Regions from separate parts of the Gossypium hirsutum genome. Here region 2 is linked to region 1. The links are chromatin contacts, called in public Hi-C maps. All regions are on one chromosome and are shown on one strand. Each heading gives the region's core, a stretch centred on a gene start, on an enhancer-like site or on the middle of the called end of the contact. The rest is flanking DNA. Distances are from core to core; before and after follow the strand shown.

Region 1 (6,164 bases), core at 2,232-4,731:
ATCCGAACCTACCTGACTAAATTGCAGAAATACCAAGATTTAGGGGCATATTGGTAATTTACCATTTTCCCAAATTTCACCCAATCTTAAATTGATAATTTCATTCAATTTATTAATTTAGATAATAAAACAATTTATTCCCTTCAATTTAGTCAATTTTGATATTTTTACAAAATTGCCCCCTAAATTTTTACTTTTATTCAATTTAGTCCATGAGCTTAAAACATGCAAATTAGCCATGCTAACTAAATATTCATATATATTTTTCCTCCTCCTCATCCCCATTCCACATCCTTAATGTATATAACATTCTTTTAAGTACGATTTCACAATTTAATTATTAATGCTCACATCAATCTATTCACACGAGTCATAGTCACTCAATTATTTATAATTCGAGCTACAGAGCTCAAAATTAAGATCCGTAAATTTTCCCTAAAACTAGACTCACATATCATTCCACCATAAAATTTTAAGAATTTTTGGTTTAGCAAATTAGTACAGTTTATTCATTTAAGTTTCCCCTGTTTCACTATCCAACAGTTCTGACCTCTCTTCACTAAAAATTAATTATATCACAGTACAAAACTCGGATAATGTTCCCATTGATTTCTATTGAAAATGGACTCTTTTTAGGATTCTAAGCATATAAATTTGAGACTCTAATTAATTTTCTCCAATTTTTGGTGATTTTCCAAAGTCAAAACAGGGGAACCCAAATTCATTCTAACATTATCTCACAAAATTTATTATATCTCATAATTTACAAATTCATTGCTTACACCGTTTCTTCTATGAAAAACTAGACTCAATAAGCTTTAATTTCATATTTTATTCATCTTATAATTCGATTTCTACAATTTATGGTGATTTTTTAAAGTTAGTCTACTTCTGCTGTCCAATATTGTTTTAGTTCAAGATGTTTATTACCATTTTTCCTTTAAATTTCAAAGGTCATACAATTCAGTCCTTCCTCAATTAGCCCATCTATTAAGCTAACTTTTCTCAATTAACATTTTATTCCATCATTCTAAACTATTACACAATCTTTAAAAATCAGAATTTTAACACTAAACCTTAATTCACAATTTTTTCACAATTAGGTCCTAAAATCAATTTCTATTGAAATTACTTGATAAAATCATCAAACAACAAAATCAAAGCTTCAAATTCATTTTATTTCATCATAAACAGCTAACACTTATCAATGATAGCTTTTAATTTTGTTCATAAAATCAAAAACTAATGAATTAAACACTTGGACCTAATTGTAAAAGTCACAAAACATAAAAATCTCAAAGAAAAGGGTAAGAATTGAACTCACATATGTCAAAGTATGAAAAACCAGCAGCTTTCAGACCTCCCATGGCATTTTTGCTGAAGAAAAATGATGATATCTCTAGATTTTTCAAATTTATCTTGTTTTATATGTTTAATTTGCAAAATTTCCCATTTTGCCCTTGTTTCTCCTTGTCTTTTTTGCTGATTTTCTTGCCCAACCGTCCAGCCCATACAATTTGGGTCCAATTGCCTTTTAAATCTCTCCTTTTTAATCACTTAAACTACTTAATCACAATTTAATAAATTTTGCACTATTTTCAATTTAGTTTTTTTTAATTAATTGACTAACCAAACGTTAAAATTTTTTAACGAAACTTTAATACTAACTTAATAACACTCCATAAATATTTATAAAAATATTTATGGCTCGGTTTATAAATTCGAGGTCTCGATACCTCGTTTTCAACCAAATTTACCTGATTAATTCTTTTAAAATCGCAAAATTTACTAATTAAAAATAATTCTTTTAAGTTCGCGCTTGGCCTATAATTATTATTTGTTAAAATTTCTAAACTTACTCATCGGATTTAGTGATCTCGAATCACTGTTTCCGACACCACTGAAAAATTTGGCTGTTACAAATATAAAATTTTAATATGAATATTTAATGGCATAATTAATGATTCAGTTTTAATATAAATATTCAATATGACTAAACAATTCAATAATATAAATAATATAAAATGTGAAATTTAATTTAATAATATAAATAGTAGATATAAATAAAATTATTACTATTTATGTTTAGTGATTTTTTTAGATAATTTTAATTTTTTATTTGAGAGTAAAGGGTGAAAAGTAAAAATTTAGGGGAAAATAAAAAGTTTTGGGGGATAAAAGTTTTGAGGGAAAGTAAATAGGGGGAGTAAAATTTTAGAGGAAAAATATTAAAAAAATTGGGGGGTGGATTTGGGATAGATGGGAGGTGAGATTGAAAGGAAGTAAAAATTTTAAGAGGAAAGTGGGAGGGAGTAAAAATTATGGGGGAAAATAAAAAGTTTTGAGGGTTTTTGGGAATAAAATTTTGAGAAAAAGTAAATTGGAGAGTAAAATTTTAATGGGAAATGGATTTTGAGTAGACACGGGAGTTGGGATGGAAAGGGAGTAAAAGTTTTTGGGGGAAAGTGGGAAGGAGTAAAAGTTTTAAGGGAAAAATAAAAATGTTTGGGAGTTTGGAGTAAAAATATAAAATATTATAGTTTGATATTCTAATTATTCGAATTATTCGAATTATTCGAATTATTCGAGTTATTCGAATTCGAAAACTCAACTCGATTCGAACTCGAAATTCGAAAAAAATTCGAGTTGACTCGATTAACTCGAATAACTCGATTCGTTTAACTCGAAATTCAAATTTTTTCCGATTTTTTCGAATTGAATCGAATTTTGCTCACCCCTACTCAACTCAATCACCTCAATCACCTCACCCTATGAGATAAACTATGAATAGTATCTCTTGCATTTCCGTCACCCTATGAGGTAGAGAAATCCCCCTCTCTCTCTCTGGCCTAAGCTAACTAAATTTCATCAATGTTGGGACTCTTGGCACATGGAAAGAAGGAAAAAATTATTTAAAAAAAAAATATTTCTCCACTCTTCAATTCTTTGTTTTTTTTTTTCAAAATTTCTTTTCTACCAACAAGCAAGTCAAAAAGGACATTCACATGTGATGTCCTCTAGGCTAGACATGGTGTCCTTGTTATTGATTTTTCATTTACGCCAATCTGAATTGAATGATCATTTTTACAAGTTTTCTAAAACATAAAAGGGTATAAAACGACTGAGATTGATTCAAGTCTTAAACAAAATCTTTAGACCAGAAAAAAAGAAGGAAAAGAAGAAAAAAAAAGAAAAAGACCAAAGTCCCCAATCAAAGGGAATAAAAAGATTTCTTGAAAGGATTGGCGGGATTTCAGGCAATTTAAGGACAAAAATCCATAAAACTAGACGTGGGTGTATGCAAGCTATAGAAGAAAACAAAAAGGAGATGATCTTAGCAAAGATAAACAAAGACGAGGAATAAAGGTCAAGGGGGAAGTGAACTGAAGTATTAATAAATGCATGTGCAAGTGGGACCATAGGCCTAGCGGTCGGTAGTCTATCCTTATGGAACTCGACTGGAACATTTGCATGTGCATATTTTGATCCTTTGCAGATCATCTGACCTGAAATTATACAAATCTCTGTTCCTTTGTAGTGTTTTTCCCTATATAAACCCTTTCTCCCCCAATCCCTATGTCACAACCATCAAGGCAACCAACCTTTTAATTACCCCTTTTTTCTCTTTGTTTCTTTTCTTCCTCTCTTCCTCACAACTCACTTCAACTAATACTATGGCGATAGCACCATTAACTGCAACGTCTCTTCTGCTGTTTGTCTTCAGTTTTTTCCTGCAAGGCACCTTTGGTGACTATGGGGGAGGATGGCAAGGTGGCCATGCCACATTCTATGGTGGGGGTGATGCATCTGGCACAATGGGTAAGTTTGAGGGCATTTTTAACAAAAGGAATTTATGGAAGAAGAAAAAGGGGGGGGGGAACAAACTTATAAAGTGTGGGGTAATGAAAAAGTTCAAAATTGTTTCAAGCACTTTTGAGTACCTTAATTAGTAGCTTTAAATGGTCTTTTCTACTTTTAAACTTAGTTTCTTATATCCGTTGGTGCTATTTCAGGAGGTGCTTGTGGATATGGTAACCTGTATAGCCAAGGCTATGGGACTAACACTGCAGCACTTAGCACTGCCTTGTTCAACAATGGTTTGAGCTGCGGTTCTTGTTATGAAATGAGGTGTGACAATGACCCCAAATGGTGCCTGCCCGGGTCCGTTACCGTCACTGCAACCAACTTCTGCCCCCCTAACTTAGCATTGTCCAACGACAATGGAGGTTGGTGCAATCCCCCTCTCCAGCATTTCGACTTGGCTGAGCCTGCTTTCTTGCAGATTGCTCAATACCGTGCTGGAATCGTTCCCATTTCATTCAGAAGGTAATATTTACAACACCCTCGAGTAATTATATGTACTACATTAATGATTTAAGCTCATCTTAGTAACAAAATATATTTTGGTCTAAACAGAGTCCCCTGCATGAAGAAAGGAGGAATCAGGTTTACTATCAATGGTCACTCTTACTTCAACTTGGTCCCCATCTCAAATGTTGGTGGTGCTGGAGATGTCCATGCAGTCTCAATCAAAGGCTCTAAAACAGGATGGCAATCAATGTCCAGAAATTGGGGCCAAAACTGGCAGAGCAACTCCTACCTCAACGGCCAAAGTTTGTCGTTCCAAGTCACCACAAGTGACGGCCGGACTGTGACAAGCTACAATGTGGCTCCAGCAAACTGGCAGTTCGGACAAACATTCGAAGGTGGCCAGTTCTAGAGTTTAAGGCAAAGGGTCCCGAATTGGAAGATGTGTATGTAATAGCCAGTGTTTGAGACAGGGGAAGGTATAAGAGGGAGACTTAGAGTAGGAGAGGCTCAGTCCCATTGTGGCTGTATATTGCTGAGGTGTTTTATTGGCACCCGCTAGGCCTTATATAATGCAGTTTTTAGTAAGCAGAGATGGATGGGTGTTCCATCGCTTTGGGTTTTGTTTTAACATAGCCATGAATGAATGTCAATCGAATTAAATATTCCTTCACTTTATTCTCAACTTAACAGGTTAAAAGAATATGACATCCTAAATGTATAATAAATGCATCATATGAATTTTCCCCATAACACATATAATAAACATTATCACTCACATGCTATGTCTGCAAATTCTTGGAAATGTTAAGCACCAAATCACAGTTAAAACAAGTGTTATGATCCACTCCAAACATTCCTAACGATTTGGTTTCACGTTTTCAAGCCTGAACCGAGAACGAAAACTCATCATCGGTGACTGCTCTAGATGAGTACACATCCCCTTCACTGCCATACGAAGAATAGTCTTCAACATTATCACTATCCCTCTCTTTCAACTCTTCAATCCTCTCCAAAGCCTCTCTCAATTCCCATCTCTTCTCTATATCCCATTCGCAGCAACACATCCCGATCTTCAACAGCTTCAGCATCTCGCCTTCCCCGTTCTTGGTCCCTTTCATGTCTTTGTCGAACACTTCTCCGGTCCATTCTTCTCGCACAACCGAGTTCACCCAAGTTGCCAAATCTGCATTGCCACCTTTACCTTGTCTCAAATAGTTGGCTGGGAACTTACCTGTTAGCATTTCGAGGATGAGTATTCCGAGGCTCCAGACGTCGGTCTTTCGTGTAATTCGGTCGTATTGGGAGAATTCAGGGGACTTGTATGCCACCATGAATTGTTGGGCGTGTTCTTTGTTCATGACGGGGAGCAAGGCGTAGTCAGATAGGAGGGGGTCGAATGTGTGGTTTAAAAGGACATTGGAGGATTTGAGATGGCCGTGGGGGAGTGTAAGGTTGGAGAGTTCATTGTAAAGGTAAGCCAAACCCTTTGCTACTCCTTTGATGATCTTCAATCTAGTTGGCCAATCAAGCCCTGGCTCTCCTGGAGCGCGCCTTGCTGTGCAAATATGCTAGCCTAACGTTAATTGAGACAAAAAAGGGGGAAAAATGTACTAAGAAATGCGGGAAAAGCGTACCATGAAGATGACTAGCCAGGCTTCCATTGGGAGCAAAATCAGACACCAAAAGCTTCTCTTCTTTTCTGTAATAGAAAGCCACAAGGGAAAGCAGGTTAGGGTGTGACAACCTTCCAAGTCTAACCATGTGCTCTCGGAACTCTTCCTTCCCCACATTATTCATTTGCTTAAACCTCTTCACCACCAAGGCTTCCCCACTCGAGATCACAGCTTTGTACG
Region 2 (6,164 bases), core at 2,296-4,795, 140 kb before region 1:
TAAAAATTTAATAAATTTAACTTTCAACATTTACATATTCTGTAAATTTAGTCTTAATTCTAGATTTACTTGATATTCAATGAGGGTTAAATTTGTTAGTTTTTTTTTAGAATCAGGATCAAAATGATGTGATTTATAAACATTGAAGGTTAATTTTTTTTATTAGACCAATCAAAAGTAGGATGAATTGACACAAAAACTAAACACTATAATTAATTATCCTTAGCTGCTCACTTTTAAATTTAATTGGGAGTAAGTTGTTGCTTCTTTTAAAAGGGATCAATTAGCTCAATATTGAAATTGAGGGGGACCAAAGAGGTGTTTTTACCTTTTTCCAAGCAATATTATTCAAAAATCTGATGTACTTGAATCCCTACCACAAATTTGGATGGAAACAGTTTTTAGGCAACTATTTAAAATGGAGGTATTTGAACTTATTACAGGATTAAAGCCACTAATCAATTTGTAATAATCCTCCAATTAAGCATAATTCCATGTCAATTTCAATCCCTTTGGGTTGCTTTCTTACTTCAATGAAGTGCTTCCTTGACAAAAAAAAAAAAATTGTACCACACAGTTAGCCCTTTTGTCCCTTGTATGGAATTGTCACTAATGCTAAAATGCTGGTGATCAATGTGTTTGTGGGCATAAATACGTAAAACAAACGCCAAAGCTAAGCTTCCATCTGCAATCCCTGGAATCAATGAAAGAGAAAGGAAGAGGGTGGTCCAATTTATATGAAAGATGCTCATGAAAATGTCCTCATCGTTGCATACAGGGGTTTCCTTCAATACTAAGATAATGTTGAGTTGAGAGTCACGTGGTTCACCAATGAAGGGTGTGGCACTGAAGGCCCACTGGCCGAAACTGAGGTAAAAGAAAAGATGAGTTTTCAAGTATTAAGATTCCATTCCATGAGCAGAAATGGTTGATTCCGTGTTTTCCATATGCCTAACATTATCATAAGTGAACTGCCCCTTTACACTTCTCTGTTGTGCTTTCTAAGTGCTTGAGAAATCATACCAACTCCTATGTTACTTCAATTTGGGTGTTTATGTTTGATATGTGTTCGACACAAGCTTTTCAATGTATTTTTTTCTTTTTTATGTATTTGGAGGATATCGGATACTAGGGTTGAATATGAATATTTCAATAAAAAAAAATCGGTGAAACATAACTAAGGAACTAAATTCTAATATAATATTCAAATCTTAGATCTCATGCTGAATGAAACTCGAAATTACATATGTTATTACCACTAGACCACTAGTAGCTATACATATAGTCTAGTTGGAGATTAGGTGAAAAGTGTCAAATTGGGTTTAGTGCAAGAAAACGAAGTGTTTGAGGGACTGAAAGATCCCTTTGTTTATATATATATATAGTAATATTCCAGTGAGGACTGTTAATAAAGAAAGTTACTGATGGAGCAAAATGGAAAATGAAAATGACTTTGGAACTAATGCTAACTGATAAATGTAGAAATATATTTCATCATCATGAGTGCACTTCAAATCAAATGTCATATGGATTTAGGCTAAGAACCATTCTAGATAGCAAGGGCTTGCTTTCAAAGTGCCTAGATGCTTTGCAATGAACAAAGCTCTCCATCTGTAAGACTTTAATTATTGTTCAGCTGGCAACTAAGTTACTTATAATCTTCATTTTTGTGAAGGACACTTGTTTAAAGCATATACAGAAAGAAAGATATGAGATCCTCCAAATACTTAGAAAAATATTTTGTGCAGAAAAACTGAACATACTCGTGTCATACACATATTTATATATGTATTTGACATTCACACCTGAGTCCTATGTAACATAGGATTTCAGCACAAATACTCATGCTAAATGATCTAGTCTGATAGGCCAACTCTGGAATTAATATTAGAAAGGAGAAAATCCCTGCCCAAACTCAAATTAAGGAGGTCCCTCTGTTCCATTTTCTGGTTCATGATTCATCTTTTTATATTTCCTAATAAACTCATTACAATCACATACAACTGGACATGAATTTGTATGCAAACCCTCATATAAGTATCAAATAGTTCTCTCTATGCATATGCATAAACAAACCTAACTTTAAAAATGCCAAAAGAAACATTAGAAAAACTACTCTAAGGTCCCCTTTTCTCTCATCTGGTTGGAGAACTATTTTAAGACCAGTATCAACCAACCTCATCTGCAGGAACTGGTACATCAGCTTGTTGTCCTCCTGAAGAATTTCCATGTGGTCGGATTCCGTTTTCGATCTCCACTGCACCATCACTGCTGCTAGTTGCCTGATCCAACAATGACTGCCTGCAAGTTGGGCAAGATGAGTGTGACAGCAACCATGTATCTATACACCTTACATGGAAACCATGGTTACATTTTGGCAACACCCTAACTTTTTCACCACCCATGAATTCTCCAAGGCAAATTGGACACTCAGTAGCCTTCATATCCATCCCTGAACCATACACGGCCACCGGAAGCCGACGCAACGCGCTCTTCTTCAGGCCCGTCGCGGCAGCCAAACGCGCCGCGGTCTCTTCCGTGGCGTCCAAACCAAACCTTCTGCCGCAACGGAAAGTGCAACGCATAATGGAGTTTAGTCCTAGAGCACATATCAATGCACAAAGCAAAGCCGCTAGGATGATCACCATGTTGGTGTCAAAGTTGGCTTCATTGGCGAAAGCGTTGCGCGTCCTGCTTCCATTCGGTAGCGATGGCGATGCGTTCGGTTGCGTATCGAGGAGAAGGCGGTGCGGTCGATGGTAAAGAGTGGTCACCATTGCTGTTTTAGCTTGCATCATCCCCAAAAGCTTATATAAAAAGAGTTACTAAAAGTTCACCTCTCTCATTTGCTGCTGATGAATGAAACAAAATTAAAATCCCTTGGCTTGTTTGCTTGAAACTCGTGGTTTGGCTAAGCAAAGATGGGTGCAGCTGCAGCTGATATATAAAGAAAGTGAGGGCTTATGCTTTCTTTCATTGGGTTCTTGTAGATCAGCTTTTTAACTAAAGGGAGATACGGGGCTTTAGAGTTAGGGTTATGTGCCTGTCAGCAACTTCCAACTAAGATAAAGACACCATTAAAAAGCATCTCCTTTTGGTGATTGGAGGAAAAGGGAAGGCTTTCATAGTACAACAGAGAGTGAGAATGCAAAAATAGAAGCTATGGCTTCCCACACCACAAAGATTCCATGTAAACCAGTTAAAAGCTTAAAACCTTTACTCCCATCATATCACCGGCTACAAGGACAGGGTTGAAGGATATAATTATGGAGATTATGAGGACAATAATTTGGGGTTTCCAAGGTCTACTGGTTACCAATTTGTAGCAGACAAGAGTCGGGAAATTATTTGGTTGGAGTTGGAATGGAGGGGAGCTCATAAATATAAATGGGACCCTGAAAGCAATAGAGAAGGGGCTCTATGCAGGAGATGATTATTACAGCTCTAACCCTCTTTTTTTGTTTGGTGGAACTTGAATAATTAGTGATAAACATGAATTTCAGAAAGTAAAATATCAGCAGGGCCGAAATAAGATATTTACAGATGGAAGGAGATGCTAAGTACTAAATTAAAAAATAAATAAGATAACGTATGCCAATGTATTACTACTGACAGTGAGAGATCAAATGACAGCCACGAGAGTTGGATTGGACTTTAGAAGCAAACAATTAGAAAGAAAACAAAGGTGGCTAAGGAATTTTATTATTATTATTGTTATTCTTTATTTTCTTGGAATTTGATTAGATTTGTTTCTCTAATATTTTTACTTTTGGGAAAACTATACCAACCCATATTTAAAATATATTCGCTTATAAGGTTGGATTAAAAATACACTATTTTATTTTTTAAATATTTTTACCATTTATTTTTATTTTTTTATACTTAATAATCATAAATATACATTATTAAATTACGTTATATTCTAATATAATTTATTTTTTCAATTAATAAATAAAACTTTTTTAAAAGTTACAAATACAATTGCATTTGCATATACAAATATACATCTCAATAATTATAATCAAAATTAAAAGTACAGTTGAATTAATAACTACTATACATGTAGACCTAAACCAAAATGAATCCATAAAAGGCTCCACATATAATAGGACATAAACTAGAATAAATATGAATTAAGAAATCACCCGTGATTTACACAGTATATAACTCGAACATAGGATTTAAAGTTCCTAGATTCTTAGACTCCTTTTGGATGAGAGTTAAAATTAGTTTTGGTGAGATTAAAAATAATTGTAATAGTGAAATTAATTAATGTAACAATGAGAGTAAAATACGCGACGAAATTTATGTTTAGATTTAAACGTAATTATGATAATGAGAGAAGAATAGAAAATAATTATTAAAAATGTTAAATTAAAATGTATATTTAAAATATTTCACTGGTGTCCTGCCAAACACGTCAAACTCTTTGGGGTGTTTCAATGGAAGTTCATTTTACTCTTGGAATTTCATTGAACAGAAGGTGTCTTTGCATTTAAAGGAGCCTTAGTTCTCAAAATGTTATTAATGATAATTATATTTTATTTTTATCTTCTCTTTTGTTTTTTGTTTTCCTTTTAAGAATTTTTTTTTACAAATAAATGTTAAATGTTTAAATTTCAGTTTAGTTTTGGAGATGTTTTTTTTTTTTACTTTTACATTTTAATCAATTTCTTTTCCATCAGAATTTTTCTAAATAATAGTAATTAGTTAATTTTAGATAAAAAATTAATGAATTTATCTCAAAGTTAATATATAACTAAATATATATATTTAAAATACTTAATTTTTATTATAGTTTTTCTTTTAACTTTTAGTTTTTTTTATAAAAAAATTAAGGGAAGAAATTATCAAGTTTGAACATATGATTCGATGTCAACAAAAACTTAAGAAGCACAGAAGGCAGGTAGTTGATATTTCCGAATTAATTCTGAGATTTTTTTCATTATTTGAAAAAAAAAATATTAAAATTTTTATATTAGTGACATCTTAAAATTATAAAGGTTTTAGTATTAAAGCAAAATGTCACATCCCGAAAATGGGGTTAGAAGAATCAAGGGTTGCAAGTGAGTCAGAGGTTACTGTTAGACTTTTATGTTTTCCTTTGTATTTGAGAGACAAGAATGAGGTTACTAATTTAGTGGTACGATGTTAACTTACCCTTTGATCTTGTGTTTGAATCCCTGTGTGTGCAAATGAAAATTATTTTAATTTTTTTTCAATTCTAAAGAAAATCTAATGGGTTAAAGTTTTGTTAAATTTTATTTTATTTAGTTATATTTTTTAATTTTTTTTTATTTTTGAAAAGGAGATTCCTTAATTCCCCCTCGCATTTCCCTCATTTTCTCTCTCATCAGTCTCCCTCTTCTCATTTTTTTTCCTTTCCAATTTCAGATTCTGGTTCTTTTTGGCCATTGTGTTTTCTTTTTGACACCATCTTCTTTGATCTTTGATTTTACTTATTTGTTCCGCTAATTATTATACCTCAAGTTCTAATAATTTTTAGTTGCCTTATTTGTTCTCTTGTTTTTGTTCAATCAAGTGTCGAATTGGGTGAGTATAAATGTGTAAACTCGAAATTATATAGGGTTTTTCTACATATTTTTACCACCTTTTTACTTAATAAATATGATAATCTTGAGTTACTGTTATTAAAATAAGTGAATTTTACTTAATTAGTAATATTGGGTATGAATTTATAAAGTATGTGAAATTGTGCTTAATTACATAATTTTTTGTACATATTTTATATTATTTCATGTTAATTTATTAATATGTGATTTTTCACTATGTTGGAGGACTATTGAAGATGTGATTAATGTGAATGAAACATGGACATGCACAAATTAGTTCATGTGGATGACAGGACCATGTAATTTGGGCCGTGAGATTGATAATTTGACCCAATAAAAGAGGTGCTAAAAGATGGACATGTCTGCTACATTATTGGACTGAGAAATCATCCAACAAGGGAGAACTAAGCTCAGTTTCGACACAAGTAGATGGAAGCCCAAAAGCAAGCTTTGGGGTATTTAATTGAAGGTTCTTATAGTTGGAAAATAATCAGAAATTAGCCCAACTACTTCACTGTCAAAACCGTCCACCCTATGGCTATTAATAGCTTTGATTTGTATTCAAAATGAGGAGACTTAGTCATCCCCTTC

What was found. A called contact is a pair of places that touch in the nucleus more often than the background predicts.
Region 2: a Hi-C map of leaf shows a contact between it and region 1, with 2.5 times the contacts expected there. The contact joins the promoter of LOC107896558 here to the promoter of LOC107916280 in region 1. A contact is called at or near these places in 2 of 34 Hi-C or Micro-C datasets (leaf and seedling).

Annotation. Positions count from the first base shown.
Region 1 is chrA10:103,599,660-103,605,823 of Gossypium_hirsutum_v2.1, reverse strand. LOC107916280 (expansin-A8) reads left to right here and starts at 3,481. Exons shown (of 3, transcript XM_016845460.2): 1 at 3,481-3,819; 2 at 4,014-4,326; 3 at 4,417-4,981. The coding sequence starts at 3,675. The coding sequence ends at 4,720. It overlaps LOC107915646 (probable LRR receptor-like serine/threonine-protein kinase At4g31250), which reads right to left. Exons shown (of 3, transcript XM_041077902.1): 2 at 5,946-6,164; 3 at 5,132-5,866. The coding sequence ends at 5,190.
Region 2 is chrA10:103,735,579-103,741,742 of Gossypium_hirsutum_v2.1, reverse strand. It overlaps LOC107896558 (RING-H2 finger protein ATL72), which reads right to left and starts at 3,545. Exons shown (of 1, transcript XM_016821747.2): 1 at 1,943-3,545. The coding sequence starts at 2,798. The coding sequence ends at 2,169.